Linked DNA regions of Danio rerio: region 2 is linked to region 1. The links are chromatin contacts, called in public HiCAR-type maps. All regions are on one chromosome and are shown on one strand. The core of a region is the stretch at or near the end of the contact, and the rest is flanking DNA. Distances in the headings are between cores, read along the strand shown.

Evidence for each region. HiCAR-type assays count read pairs that join an accessible place to other places.
Region 2: a contact with region 1 is called in a HiCAR-type map of caudal fin, with 6 times the contacts expected there. The contact joins the promoter of golm2 here to the promoter of fam189a1 in region 1. A contact is called at or near these places in 7 of 18 Hi-C or Micro-C datasets (caudal fin, embryo, hematopoietic stem cells and 1 more) and 2 of 4 datasets of contacts at active chromatin or transcription factors (caudal fin and gastrula embryo).

What each region holds. Positions count from the first base shown.
Region 1 is chr7:31,176,275-31,182,941 of GRCz12tu, reverse strand. It overlaps fam189a1 (family with sequence similarity 189 member A1), which reads right to left and starts at 4,036. Exons shown (of 12, transcript XM_073908638.1): 1 at 3,315-4,036.
Region 2 is chr7:31,383,912-31,390,578 of GRCz12tu, reverse strand. It overlaps golm2 (golgi membrane protein 2), which reads right to left and starts at 3,852. Exons shown (of 9, transcript XM_678225.9): 1 at 2,539-3,852. The coding sequence starts at 2,865. fam189a1 (family with sequence similarity 189 member A1) reads right to left here. Exons shown (of 12, transcript XM_073908638.1): 12 at 5,788-6,507. The coding sequence ends at 6,292.

The sequences.
Region 1 (6,667 bases), core at 2,787-5,286:
AGATTTTGAACAAGTTAAATCATTACATTTCCCCCTACACAAAGAACAAGCACACACGCTGTTCGTCCCCTTGCCCGACTCGCTCAAAACCACACGATTAATGCAGACTCTGATTGGCAAGTCATTCTGCAGAGCTCCATTATAGCCCAGCCGCTCTGCCCACTCCTGTGAGGAGCACAGCATGTTGAGCAGCTCGCTGGCGCTGTGACCTCAGGCCTGGACACAGAAAAAAGCCCCTAGCAGAACCCAGAGATATTTAAAACCAGCTAATCCCCCTGCATATATTCACACATCTACAAGAAAATCCACAAAACGCATATCAAATCATCCTGATACAAGTAGCAGCCGAGCTTTCTCGCAGCAACATCCTCCTTATCTACTGCATGCCATACATCAGAATGATCGGTAAGCTCTGCGGCTGTTTGACCACTGACCCTAAGGCTGGTTATCTTTGTCACCACACGTGTCCCTGCCCCATATATATTACTTTTTCATAACCATAATTAACACCGTTGAGCTTTCACATGCGCTGTCTAAGGAAAGATATCAAGGGTATGTGCTGCTTTCATAAATATTTACGGTTACCGGCATTAAATTTTAAGGTGTTGAAAATACTGTCCTACAAATGTTCCTCGTACAGTGCAGAGTATAAGGATGAAGAAGAGGGTTGTGTTCATAAGCTGCTCGGTGAACAGCAATGATGTAATTAAAACCACTATTTGTGTTTTATTCCAGATCAAAGGTCTAAATACTTATTAGGCATGGACTGGTATATGATTTTGACGGTATGATAACCTTGGATAAAAATATAAACGGTTCACTGTATTGTGATTACTGCTTTAATATATGCTCTTTTAAAATGTCTGGGTAAAAAACAACAACTTTTTTTACCCTTTGAACACAAAATAATTTATTTTAAGAATTTCTAAAATATTTTTAAATATTTTGGAGAAGTAAACATTGATTCATTTATTTTCTTGTCGGCTTAGTCCCTTTATTAATCTGGGGTTGCCACAGCGGAATGAACCGCCAACTTATCCAGCAAGTTTTTACGCAGCGGATGCCCTTCCAGCCGCAACCCATCTCTGGGAAACATCCACACATACACACACTATGGACAATTTAGCCTACTCAATTCACCTGTACCACATGTCTTTGGACTGTGGGGGAAACTGGAGCACCTGGAGGAAACCCACGCGAACGCAGGGAGAACATGCAAACTCCACACAGAAACGCCAACTGAGCCGAGGATCGAACCAGCGACCTTATTGCTGTGAGCTACCCACTGCGCCACTGCGTCGCCAGAAGTAATTAATTCTAATGAATCATTGACTTCTGCTGTCTTCATTTGGTTCAAAAACACAAATTTCTTTACAATTTAAAACCACATCTTTGGAGATCGTTTCTGCTGGAGATACTGTTGCCTTACTAAAAACAAAACGTAAAACTAATCTTACACGTACCTTAGGAAGGGTTTAGTAAAAAATGCTGTGGTTTTAAAACCTTGACTTTTCCAAAACACGGTATACCTTGAAAACAGTTATTGTCTCATGCCTAATTCATATTAAGTGTGAAAGGGATAGTTCACACCAAAAAAACGTGCTTTTAATTTACTCTAAATCTCAGCCTTCGCAAATGGTTTTCAGTTATATAAAAACGATTTTAGATGTTATACTAAGAAAAATTTAAGTACATTTATTATGTTAATGGCCAATTTTCGTTTCCAAGTCAACAATTAATTTGATATTGTTATATAAACCGGCTCATCGTAAGTAGGGATGTCCAGATCCGATCACGTGGCACAGAGTTAGACCTCTTTCTTGACTTCACGTGTGTGGCATGACATCACTTGGTTGCAGAGATGCGATTGATTAAACAACGGCAAAGTAAAGCAAGGAAGCAGCTTGAAGTGGAATACGCAAGTGTGTCTGCAGTCTGGGGGTATTACAAAGTTGATGACGACAACTTTACCATAGCAAACTGTAAACTATGTAAACTTGCGATTACAAGAGGTGGAAAGGAAAAGGCTACATTTAACACAACAAACATGATAAGGCACTTTAAAGACAATAAATAATATAAGAACATCCTGGATCTGTTTCTTCATTCTTCTTTATTCTTTTTTTATGTATTATAAAAGTATCGGATTGGGTTTCGATATCGGTAGATACTAAAAATTAAATGACTCTGACTCGAAGGCAAAAAAAAATCTTGTGGAAATATTTTTTGCAAAAAGAACTTATTTATACAGTGTAAAAAATATGTATATGGAAATGTTTTTACTTAAATAGTATTTTATTTTATTAATTAAATAATGTAATATATTTTATTTATTTTTTGGCATGTGTTTTCAATCACTTCCATGGACCCCATCAGCTCTTCCAGTGTCTTGCTGTTTCAGATTGCGTGAATTGTATTGCAATACTTCACAGTTAAAAACAAACCAAATGAAAATCTATCTATGTCTATCTATACAGTAATCAAACGAGGTAATTTTGTTAATATATGTATACACGATATACACTATTGGGTGTAATGTTATGTTATCATAAAAACTTTTATAAATAAAGAATAAAAATTATAATACAGGAATCATTAAATCTGGGATGACAAAAAGTAGTTTAAGCAAATGCACACACCCTGGTATTTCAGACGACAAAGTACATGAGGTAAAATAATACTACATTTAATTTACTAGCTTTTATCTCTCAAATTTCAATTTCATTCCATTCCAAGAGTAAGTTTCACTCCTAATATAGCCCAAATGAAAGCATGCCAAGCACTGCTACATACTGCAGAATTAAACGTGTACCCCAGCCAGTGTCTGAGCTCTTATTGAGATTAATTAGAAGAATACTCCAGTCTGAAAAACTAACATGGCAGAATTAATCAATACTAGTCAGAAACTAACAGCCTGTTGAAACATTTTCACACAGAACATCAACAGGCATAAGTGAGATGCAGATGAATTTGTCTGATCTCCTATTAAGCATTGGGCTTCTGCTGCATTAGCCTTCAAGAGGCAATTCACCAACCACAGCCTTTCATAGGTGAGTTCACCTGAGCTCAAGCAACGACGGGGCTTTTAAAAAGACCTTCTGTACTTTGAATTATCTATAAGCCATTTAACCTCGCATTTGGTGAATATTGCACCTCGGGCACCAGGTGAAGAGAAGGAGAATTGAATTATAAACTAAGAATCAGGCGCGCGATGTGATTGCTGACTCTGCAGTTGCTGGGGGTCGCAAACGCCACCACGTCCTCCTCTTCAGGGAAAGCTCACAAATAAGAAATACAATTTAAATGCAACTTACCGAGAATCCTGCCCAAAAGGGACACGAATGTCTCACCCTTGGAGATGTAGTAAGGGCCAAAGCGGCGAAACTGACGGCCAAAATGAGACTCCCGAGCACCATCTGAGAAACTCCCAGAGAAAGCATGATGCGAGTCCGGGTTCGAAACTCCCTCAGCCGGGAGAGACTGCGGGACAGAGACACCGGGCTCAGGGACCGACCTCTCGGCATTGCGCTGACCGGCATGGTGGTAAATAAACAGTTTAAATGAAGCCAAAAAACTTGGGTTAAATCAGCGAGCTTCGTTCGGATTTGCAGGACACCTCTGCGTTCAGTCGCTCCGACATCCACAACGTAAAGATGAATTCATAGCGTGTTGCCAAAACGCGCAGACCATCATCCCATTAAACCGGGCTCCTCACGATGTCCTACTCTCACTGTTCTGGCGGTTTTCAAGCAGGTGTTTCAACAAGCCAAATCCAAATTCATTTCATTAAGACAAAGAGGTGAGCTCTGCGTGAACGCGCGCTGTATACTCGTCCGCTTGGAGGGAACGCGCGGGATAGGTGATCCATCAAACCCCCGTTCGCAGCCGTGACAGTCCGTTAATGAAATCTCTCACTGCTCTGAACGGAAAACGTCTAAATAACGACGCTTACGTTCAAAGCAGCGAACTTCACATCTATCGCGCGCGCGAGTACCGTCTGCGTGTGACGCGGCTTGAGGTTCAACGACGCTTTGCCAACATCCGACTCCGGTGTGCGGTGATATCGCCGCTCGTGTGTTTACGGTGTTTCCGTAGAGCCGCAGCCTCGCGCTGTAGTCTCCTGTCATGTAGATGTGCGAGCAGGTGCTCGGCTGGAGGAGGCGATGGACCGACGTGCCGCCATATGTAGATCCAGATAAATGAACGCAGGCGACGAACTCGTTTGAGGAGCCATAAAAGCCAGAGTCCGTGAATGGATTTAATGAGTCTACTCAATCTTACTTATTATTCGTTTTGTTACTTTTCATTAAGCTGCCTTTAAGACCGAGCTTTTGCGTTCGGTTAATTTGCCGTTAAAGCAGTGTTAGCAAGGCATTGATATGATACCAAGTAGAATCGATTTATTGTGAACGTAATTATGTTTTATACAAGTTAACCTTACTTAGAAGTTAAAATATTTAAAATATACATCTTCGATAAAAGAAGGTAATTAGTGAGACGGATATACAGAAAGCAGATCTGGACCCAGATAAGGGAATGGAACGATGCAATAGAGATCTGTGCGTTCTATAGCGATTCCTCTGGAACTCCGGTCCGCGTTTTCAGTTTCTCGCTTCTCGAAACTAGCGAGAGAAATCCTTACCGAGCGCGGAATAAAATCGACTTTCAAGAAAACTGCTTGCTGCTTATAAAATCACTTCACTTCGCATTTTTAAGGAAAACCCCCAACGTTTTGACCAAACGAAAGAACTCTCTGTTGACCCTCTTCTGTAAATATCCGTTAACTTAACATGTAGACGTTACAGCACTGATGAGCCACATGAAATTCTGATCAAGCAATCAAATGTTTATATTTTGGCCAATCACACTTGAGGATCGGCTATTGATTGACACACAACTCTTTTTTTACATTTGTATTTATGATTACCAAAAATTACAGTTGGGTTTTTATAAGTTAGGTGTCCAATATATGTGGGGGGGGAAAAAAAAAAAAAAAAAAAAAAAAAAAATATATATATATATATATATATATATATATATATATATATATATATATATATATATATATATATATATATATATATATATATATATATATATATATACACACACACACACACACACACACACACACTGCGGAATATGGATTAAAACGTCACAAAACCAAACCTTTTTAAGTTTAGTGATCTCGTTTATGTCAAATGTTGGCTATTCATTGGTTAATTAACAGAACGAAGAAAAAGACACAAAAGCTAAAAATATTCATATGCTTTTCTGGTGCCTAAAAAGAAAATAAGAAAGAAAAATGAAAAGAAAGAAAATGTGTAAGAAGGAACGAAAATAGTATTTTAACTTATTTAGTTTTAATCATTATGGCTACATTGACTACAATTAAGACAGGACTTTTTTTATTGTTCTTCATTGTTGTCTGTTTTATACAGTAGGGGAGAGTGGAGACAATTGCAACACTTTTTGCACTTCCTTCAGTTTCTCAGAAAACTTTTTTTTTTTTTTTTTGGAAACCCAAAATTTTTATATAATTAACCCACATCTATTGAACACTCACCCACAATGTGTACATATGATAATATATGCAAATTTTATCTTAAAGTCAAACGTTGCAACTGACCCCTAGCAAAAAAAAAATAAAAATAAAAAAAAAATCAAAAACATCAGGTTGGATTTTATTTATGTATTTTTTGGTAAACAGATTAACTAAATTGATTAAATTGGTCATATAAATACAGTCCAATAAAAAAGAACTACTGTACTAAACTACAGAGGAACTCTGTCAACCCTGATTAAACTGCAATAGCCTTAACACTTGAGATCTATAGTAATTCAGAAGTCATTTAAAATATACGAATAAATAATGCTTCACAAAAACAGATTAGACGTAGATATGAGACGTTTTCTGAACATTAAAAATAAAATTTACACTCACAATTTACCACTCTCTAGTAGTATTGACTGCCTTGGTCAGTCGGATCAGCTGTGTTTGATTAGGGTTGGAGCAAAATTGTTCAGAGCTGTGGCCCTTCAGGAATCAAGTTTGAGACCTAGAATATGCTCTAGCTCAGGGGTGTCCAAATTTGGTCCTGGAGGGCCGGTCTCCTGCAGCTCCAACCCTAATCAAACACACCTGAACTAGCTAATCAAGCTCTTATTAGATGTATTAGAAACTTCCTGGCAGGTGTGTTGAAGCAAGTTGGAGCTAAACTCAGCAGGACACTAAAGCAGGATTGAGTTTGGACACCCCAGCTCTAGCTCATTTGTGAATGGAGAAATAAGACTTGTTGCAATTGCCCAATGTTGCAACAATCCACACTCTCTACCTGGCACACAGTTAATTGTAAAAATTAAAAATAAAAATAATAATAATGTAGCATAAAACTTCAATTTCAAATAGTTGCATATTAAACATGCCATAATATACAGACACTGACATTTTTCATATTTGGTAGAGGCCTATATGTAAGATACAGGGCACATGATTATTACAAAATTAATAGACCACATAAATCATCATACAGGAGTGTAAAAATTGGAGTGATGATTTACTGGCATGTTAAACTAATATGCATTAATTCTTACATTAATTCTTACATTATCATTCTTGTACCCTTGTTTCATTTATCTATAAATAGACTCAATAGTATAATAACAT
Region 2 (6,667 bases), core at 2,603-5,102, 210 kb before region 1:
ATATTTATATATCAAGTTAAATATATAGACATTTTATACAGTTTACAGAAAGCTATATTTTTAAAACATTACACATGAGCTTAGATTACTCAGGTTCTATTTACCTGTACATAGTATAGAATTTGCTTTCTTTCAGCTCTTCTCTTTAATGGATAGCTCTTTTCTTCTTACTGTAAACAAACCCATTATCCTTGCTTGTGAATTCTGCTTACTCTCTTACAAAATGTCAATCAAATTTATGTTTCAAGGTACGTGGTCGGCTGTTTGCGACTGGTGGCCTGCCTTCAAGTGCACATGCTCACAAATTCAGGTTCAACGCCTGAGTTAAAAGAGAGTTTCACAGTACCAAGCCTGATTGCACTGGTTTGGTTTTGTCAACTCAAAACTAATCCTGTAATCCTGAGTGTGTTCAGCCACCATCACAGTACAGGCCTCTGGTAATCACGGTCTTAGACAATTATGTGGATATAATATCAAGAACAAAGAGCATGACAGAGGTCTGTACGTGAAGAGTCTGAGATGTGGAGGCTTGTGGGGGGTCCCAGTGCCCTGGGCACACAGATGGGTCTGACCATGAGCTCTCAGCTGTGTCACACAACCACAGGGAAGCCTAAGGCTTGAATCCATAAAGAGCAACATGACAGGATGCCCTCTGTCCTGTCAACTCACATTTTTAATATTCTGAGGTTGACAGTAAATATTTACAATACATAATATAAAAATAGATATTTTATCCATGACTTAAATATTGTTCATTTTAAACATCTGTGGACATCTATTTTTTCTTGAATATGGGAATCTTCTGTATATTCTGATTTTACTGAAGGTACAAATGCACAGCAAAACTCTGTTTCTGTCAGTCTTGCACCCTGCTGTCTGGACACGACACACAGAGGCAAAACAGCCTTATCTGCAGACACAACTAGTAGAACACGCACAAAGAGCAAATATCAGCAAACTACCATCAGAAAAATAAAGCTTTGGAAAGATCTGCATTTGAATGGACTGTGTGTGTCTGTGTGGGACAAGCTAACAAAACAAAAAAAAACGGTCAATGAAATTAATCTTCCATACTTCTAGTAGAACTAAAGCTATCTGTGAAATGGAATACACCTGAAACAAAACACCCGACTGCACAACACACAACCAGCTAAACAACTCTGCTTGAATTAACCAAGTAACACGAATTTAAAAAAGAAAAGAAAAATAATCTCCAAACAGGCAAAGGACTGAACAAATAGACATGCCGGATGTGAACGATTATAAAAGAGCGATCGTCATGGTTACATGGTTAAAGAGTAGACAAGGGCAGAGCCATACAGAGTCAAATTTTTCTAACCACATATCCATGAAAAAGATAATCACATGCAACTTGTGATCTGATAAGAGCCTTTCAGTAGTAAACTCACCATAATGACATGGCCTCAAGCTAAATGAAAAACACTGCATTCACTAAGCAAAGACGTTTTTGCGATTTTTAAAATACATTTTTACTGAATTAAATGTATATAAGGAGAGGCACAGCAGCTCAGTGGTTAGCACTATCGCCTCACAGCAAGAAGGTCATTGGTTCAAGACTCAACTATGTAAGTTGGCATTTCTGTGTGGAGTTTGTTGTTTTCCCCGTGTTTACGTTGGTTTCTTCCAGGTGCTCCGGTTTCCCTGACAGTCCAAAGTCATGTGCTATAGGTGAATTGAATAAACTAAATTGGCCGTAGTGTATGTGTGTGTGCATGTGAGAGTGTATGGGTGTTTCCCAGTACTGTGATGCAGCTGAAAGGGCATCTGCTGCGTGAAACATTTGCTGGATAAGTTGCAATATGAATATTAGAAATTAGTTATTAAAACTATTATGTTTAGAAATGCGTTAGAAATCTCCGTAAACAGAAATTGGGGGGGGCAGGTGGCTAATTGATTAGGGGGGCTAATAATTCTGACTTTAACTGTATATATGCATTATATATATATATATATATATATATATATATATATATATATATATATACATACATATGTATATACATACATCTTTGATTAGTGAATGCATGAAAGTTCTTAACGTGCTAAGACTTTGAGCATTTATTTTTTTACAGAAGGAAATAAGCTTTTAACAGTATCTACATCATTTCCTCTTCAGACATCAGTTGAGTGACTAGCTTTTAGAACAGAGATCATTTGCTCTAATTAACTAATTTTAAATAAAGAATTTAAACTACTAAATACACGATCAGTTTCTGCATAAAAATAAATGATGCCCTCCCCCACCCCCACAAATCTAAACATGAATACAGTGCACACTGTAAACATTTTAATCAGATTTTTCTTTAAATGAAAATCAAAACTTTACCCAGGAACAACTGTGTGAGCTGAAACTGAGTGGCCGTAATGATGGCAAATCAAACTAGTAAAACAAGTTTAAAAGTGTTACTGAGAAAATCTAGCTATTTGAAACTAGAGGTTTCTAGGTTTGTGACAGTGCGAGTCTGATGTACAGTACACCTGTTCACTTCTTTCTTTCTCACTCACTCACTCACTCACCTTGTCATCGGTGCAGGTTTTGACCAGCGCATCTCTGGCCTGCAGTTTGTTCTGCAACGCGCTGTAATCTCCGTCCTTCAGGTCGATCTGTTTCCGGTGCGTGTCCACCTGCATCATCAGCTCGGAGTTTCTCTTCTCCAAGCGGGAGCGCGCCGCGTCCGTGCGCTTCACCTGCGTCTGCACCTCGGCCAACTCGTCCAGCAGCCGCGCGTGCTTAGTGGACACGCTCCAGTAGTTAAACGACAGAATCACGATAACCACCAATAACGCGATCAGGATGAAGGACGGGAGGCGACCCCCACGTCGAATCGCGCCGAAACCGATCATCGCGTAATCGACCCGCGGCACAGATTCCGTTCTAGGGCTTTGTGTGTTAAACTACGAGTGATGTGGTCAAGTCGTCTATCAAGAAAGAGGCACTCTCTCTCTCATTCGGCTAACAGCAACCTTGAGGTGTCCTGAAGTTGGTGACAGTACTTTACTTAGACGATTCCTAACGTTACGTGTTCCTTCCGCACAGTTGACGACTTTCCTTGTTTGCATTCATACAACGCCACTGTCAGTAGATCAAACACATCAACACACACACACTCTCTCACACACAGCCGACGTGGCCTAAGAGAGCTCAGTTGAGCTAACAGCACACAGCCATCAGCTTTCCGTCCTCCGCCAGATCCTACAGCTCCTCCAAACGCATATTTACTCTTTTGCGGTCATCTCTGCAGATCTGCTGTCATGCTCGAGTGAAATATTCACTTCTGAATCAGCGAGCAGCTCAGCGTTAGCTACAACCTCGCTAAAGTAGCATACGTGGATGTGGAGGAGCAACAGCCGAGCGCTAGCTGCAGTTCAACAACACGACACCGATTCCATCTAAACACACATCAAACATAAAGCCAAGCCGATTTCGGGCATGCAAACATATCTATTATCGTTAGCAAAACAAACAACAGGCTATAAATCGTTAGCGTTACATCTGAGAGCGCCAGTAAGGCCAGATTTTCGGTATTTCCAACAAGCACCACGATACGCACCTGATATACAAGAAGAACACGGCACAAACAATCCGTCTATACGTGTTTGACGCGTTTTACAATGCAAGTCCACGCAGACTTAGAGTTCGCTTTTACTGTAACTCAACTCCAGCCTTCCCCTTCTGCTCTCGGCCCTGCCGAATGCAAGCGCGCGCACACACTGCGCATTTGTGTGTGTGTATACACATTAGTATTCGCGCCAGCAATAGATCATGTTTCCTAAATGTATCGTTATCTTGTTGTATATCTAACAACCAGGATAGACGGCTCGATAAAATCCAGAAAAATGTCGTCCAACGTGTAAGGTGTACAGAGGGGCTTGATCGACGGCTTCAACAGCCAATCAGTGGATACAACCGTACGCATTAGATGTTTCTGATTGGCTGTGGGCGTAACCCTTTTTGTCGCCACGTTTTAATTGGACGCTCAAATAATAGGAGGAGGTGGGATATATGGCACTAGAATGAACATTCTCATTAGACAAAACGTCGCATTTATGGGAAACCTTACCTATTCCTATTGCTCAATGCCTTTTACCAAATAAATAGATTCATTTATTCATTTTCATCAGCTTAGTTCTTTTGTTCATCAGGAGTCGCCACAGCGGAATGAACCACCAACTTACTTGTTTTACACAGCGGATAAATACCCTTCCAGCTGCAACCCAGTACTGGAAAACATCCATGCACATTCATACACTACGACCAATTTAATTTATTCAGTTCACCTATACCAGGGATGGGCAAACTTGATCCTTGAGGGCCGGTGTCCCTGCAGAGTTTTGTTCTAACACTAGTCAAACACACCTGAACAAACTAATCAGTGTCTTCAAGATCGCTTGAACTCTATAGGGAGGTCTGTTTGAATAGGGTTGGAGCTAAACTATGCAGGATACTGGCCCTCCAGGATCTAGTTTGCCCACACCTGACCTATACAGTGTGTCTTTGGACTGTGGGGGAAACCGGAGCACCTGGAGGAAACCCACACCAACACAGGGAGAACAATGCAAACTCCAGACAGAGATGCCAACTGACCCAGCCTGGACTCAAACCAGAGAACTTCTTGCTGTGAGGTGATAGTGCTAACCACCGAGTCGCCCCCAGCACTCTACAAATAAGCTTGAATTGAATTTTATTTCTTATAGTGATTGAAATATATTATGGCATTGGATGCTATGACGTGACATTTGAGTGATTTGCTAATTAATTTAGAAATGTATGAATTAGCATTTATAATGTATATCTATATTATAACACACAGAGTCATTGTGTTGTTTAGGATCCACAGAATGGACCAACAATCTAATTTGAAAAAAAAAAAGAAAACTCACTGCACCATGTGCTTAGCTTGAAATGAAGGGATCAGGGATTTACCCTCCTTTCAACTTGTACCAAACCTGTTTGAGTTTTTATTTTGTCTGTTAAACACACAAAAAAGATATTTTGAAAAATGTTCGAAACTGGTAACCATCGACTTCTATAGTATTTGTTTTTCATACATTGGATGTCAGTGGTTACAGGTTTCTGACATTCTTCAAAATATCTTCTTTTGTGTTCAACAGAACAAATATAGTCATAAAGGTGTGAAGCCAATTCAGACTGAATAGTCAGTACTTTGAATTTTTAAGTGAACTGTCCCTTTAAGAGGACATTAGAAAAAGTGCACTAATTCTTAAGATGGCTTGACAGGGTTAAACCAGCAACCATTCATTCATTCATTCATTCGTTCATTCATTTTACTTCAGCTTAGTCCCTTTGTTCATCAGGGGTCGACACAGTGGAATAAATCACCAAATTATCCAGCATATGTTTTAGTTTTACACAGTGGATGCCGTTCCAGCTGCAACCCAGTACTGGGAAACACCCATACAGTTATTCAAACTCTCTCTCTCTCTCACACACACACACACACACACACACACACACACACACACTATATGTCCAGTTGTCTGTTGAACAAAATAAAAATGTTGGAAACCGGTAACCATTGACTTTCATAGTATGTTTTTCATACATTGAATGTCAATGGTTACAGGTTTCTGACATTCTTCAAAATATCTTCTTTTGTGTTTAACAGAACAAATATAGTCATAAAGGCACTTTAGAAAAAGTGTGAGCGTGCACTAATTCTCAAGACCTGTCAAGACAGTGCTTATGTAAGCCAATCGCAAGTAATGACTTGACAAGGTTAAAACGACAATCTATAGCGAAAGAAATTACAAACAGACACATTTTTATTTTGCAACACAGAAAAGAATAATTACACACTGAGGTAAGTCGAATAATCCAGCTTCATGAAGGTCTCTGTCCCGCAGTGGCACACAATGACAAAGTATGTCCAATATTTCACATGATGTTTGCTGAAGCTGTGTATTTAAATGTTATTTCTCATCCAAAAAACAAAAGGGTTCATGAAGAGGTAAATCCATTTGATCATCTACGGTCCAAAACAGACCCATTCTCTTATTTAGCACAGTAGCAACACTTTTAACAAATATTTTACCTTTTTTTCTGACAATAAAGTAAAAATATATACCCCTGCAGGTAAACACTCCGGTGTTTCTTTATTGTATCTTTCCAGTATCTTTAATTTAAGCACATGAGAGGGTGTTAACTCTATGTTAACTCACTGTTGTTTTTTTAAGAGCTACAGTGTTCTGCTGATGAGAGTTAGGACTTGGCCTTGGCACATATTCAGAGGACGTTCATAGTCCAGAGGGTCAAAGAGTGGTTTCTCTGCATATGCTGATGAGGCTTTGAGGCTGGGTTGGAGATTGATGACCCCGGGTGGCAGAGGCATCTGTATGACTGGAGACTCGGGTTGGACGGCGCAGGGATGATGATGGGGAACTCAAAGCTCCGCAGCTCTGTAAATGCAGGTCTCCGTGAGCACGTTTCCTTGGGCTGCCCATTATCTTCTGCGACTGTGTCATCAACTGTGTGAAGGATATAAGAAAAGGAAAGAAGACAGTTTAATTTAGTTGTGATATTTCACTTTCAAATACCTTCTTTTCAGAAAGATATGTTGTAGTGATAAATATATATGGATGTTTTTCCTTGTCATTTTTAAAAGTTCACAGCCACACTTGACTTTTT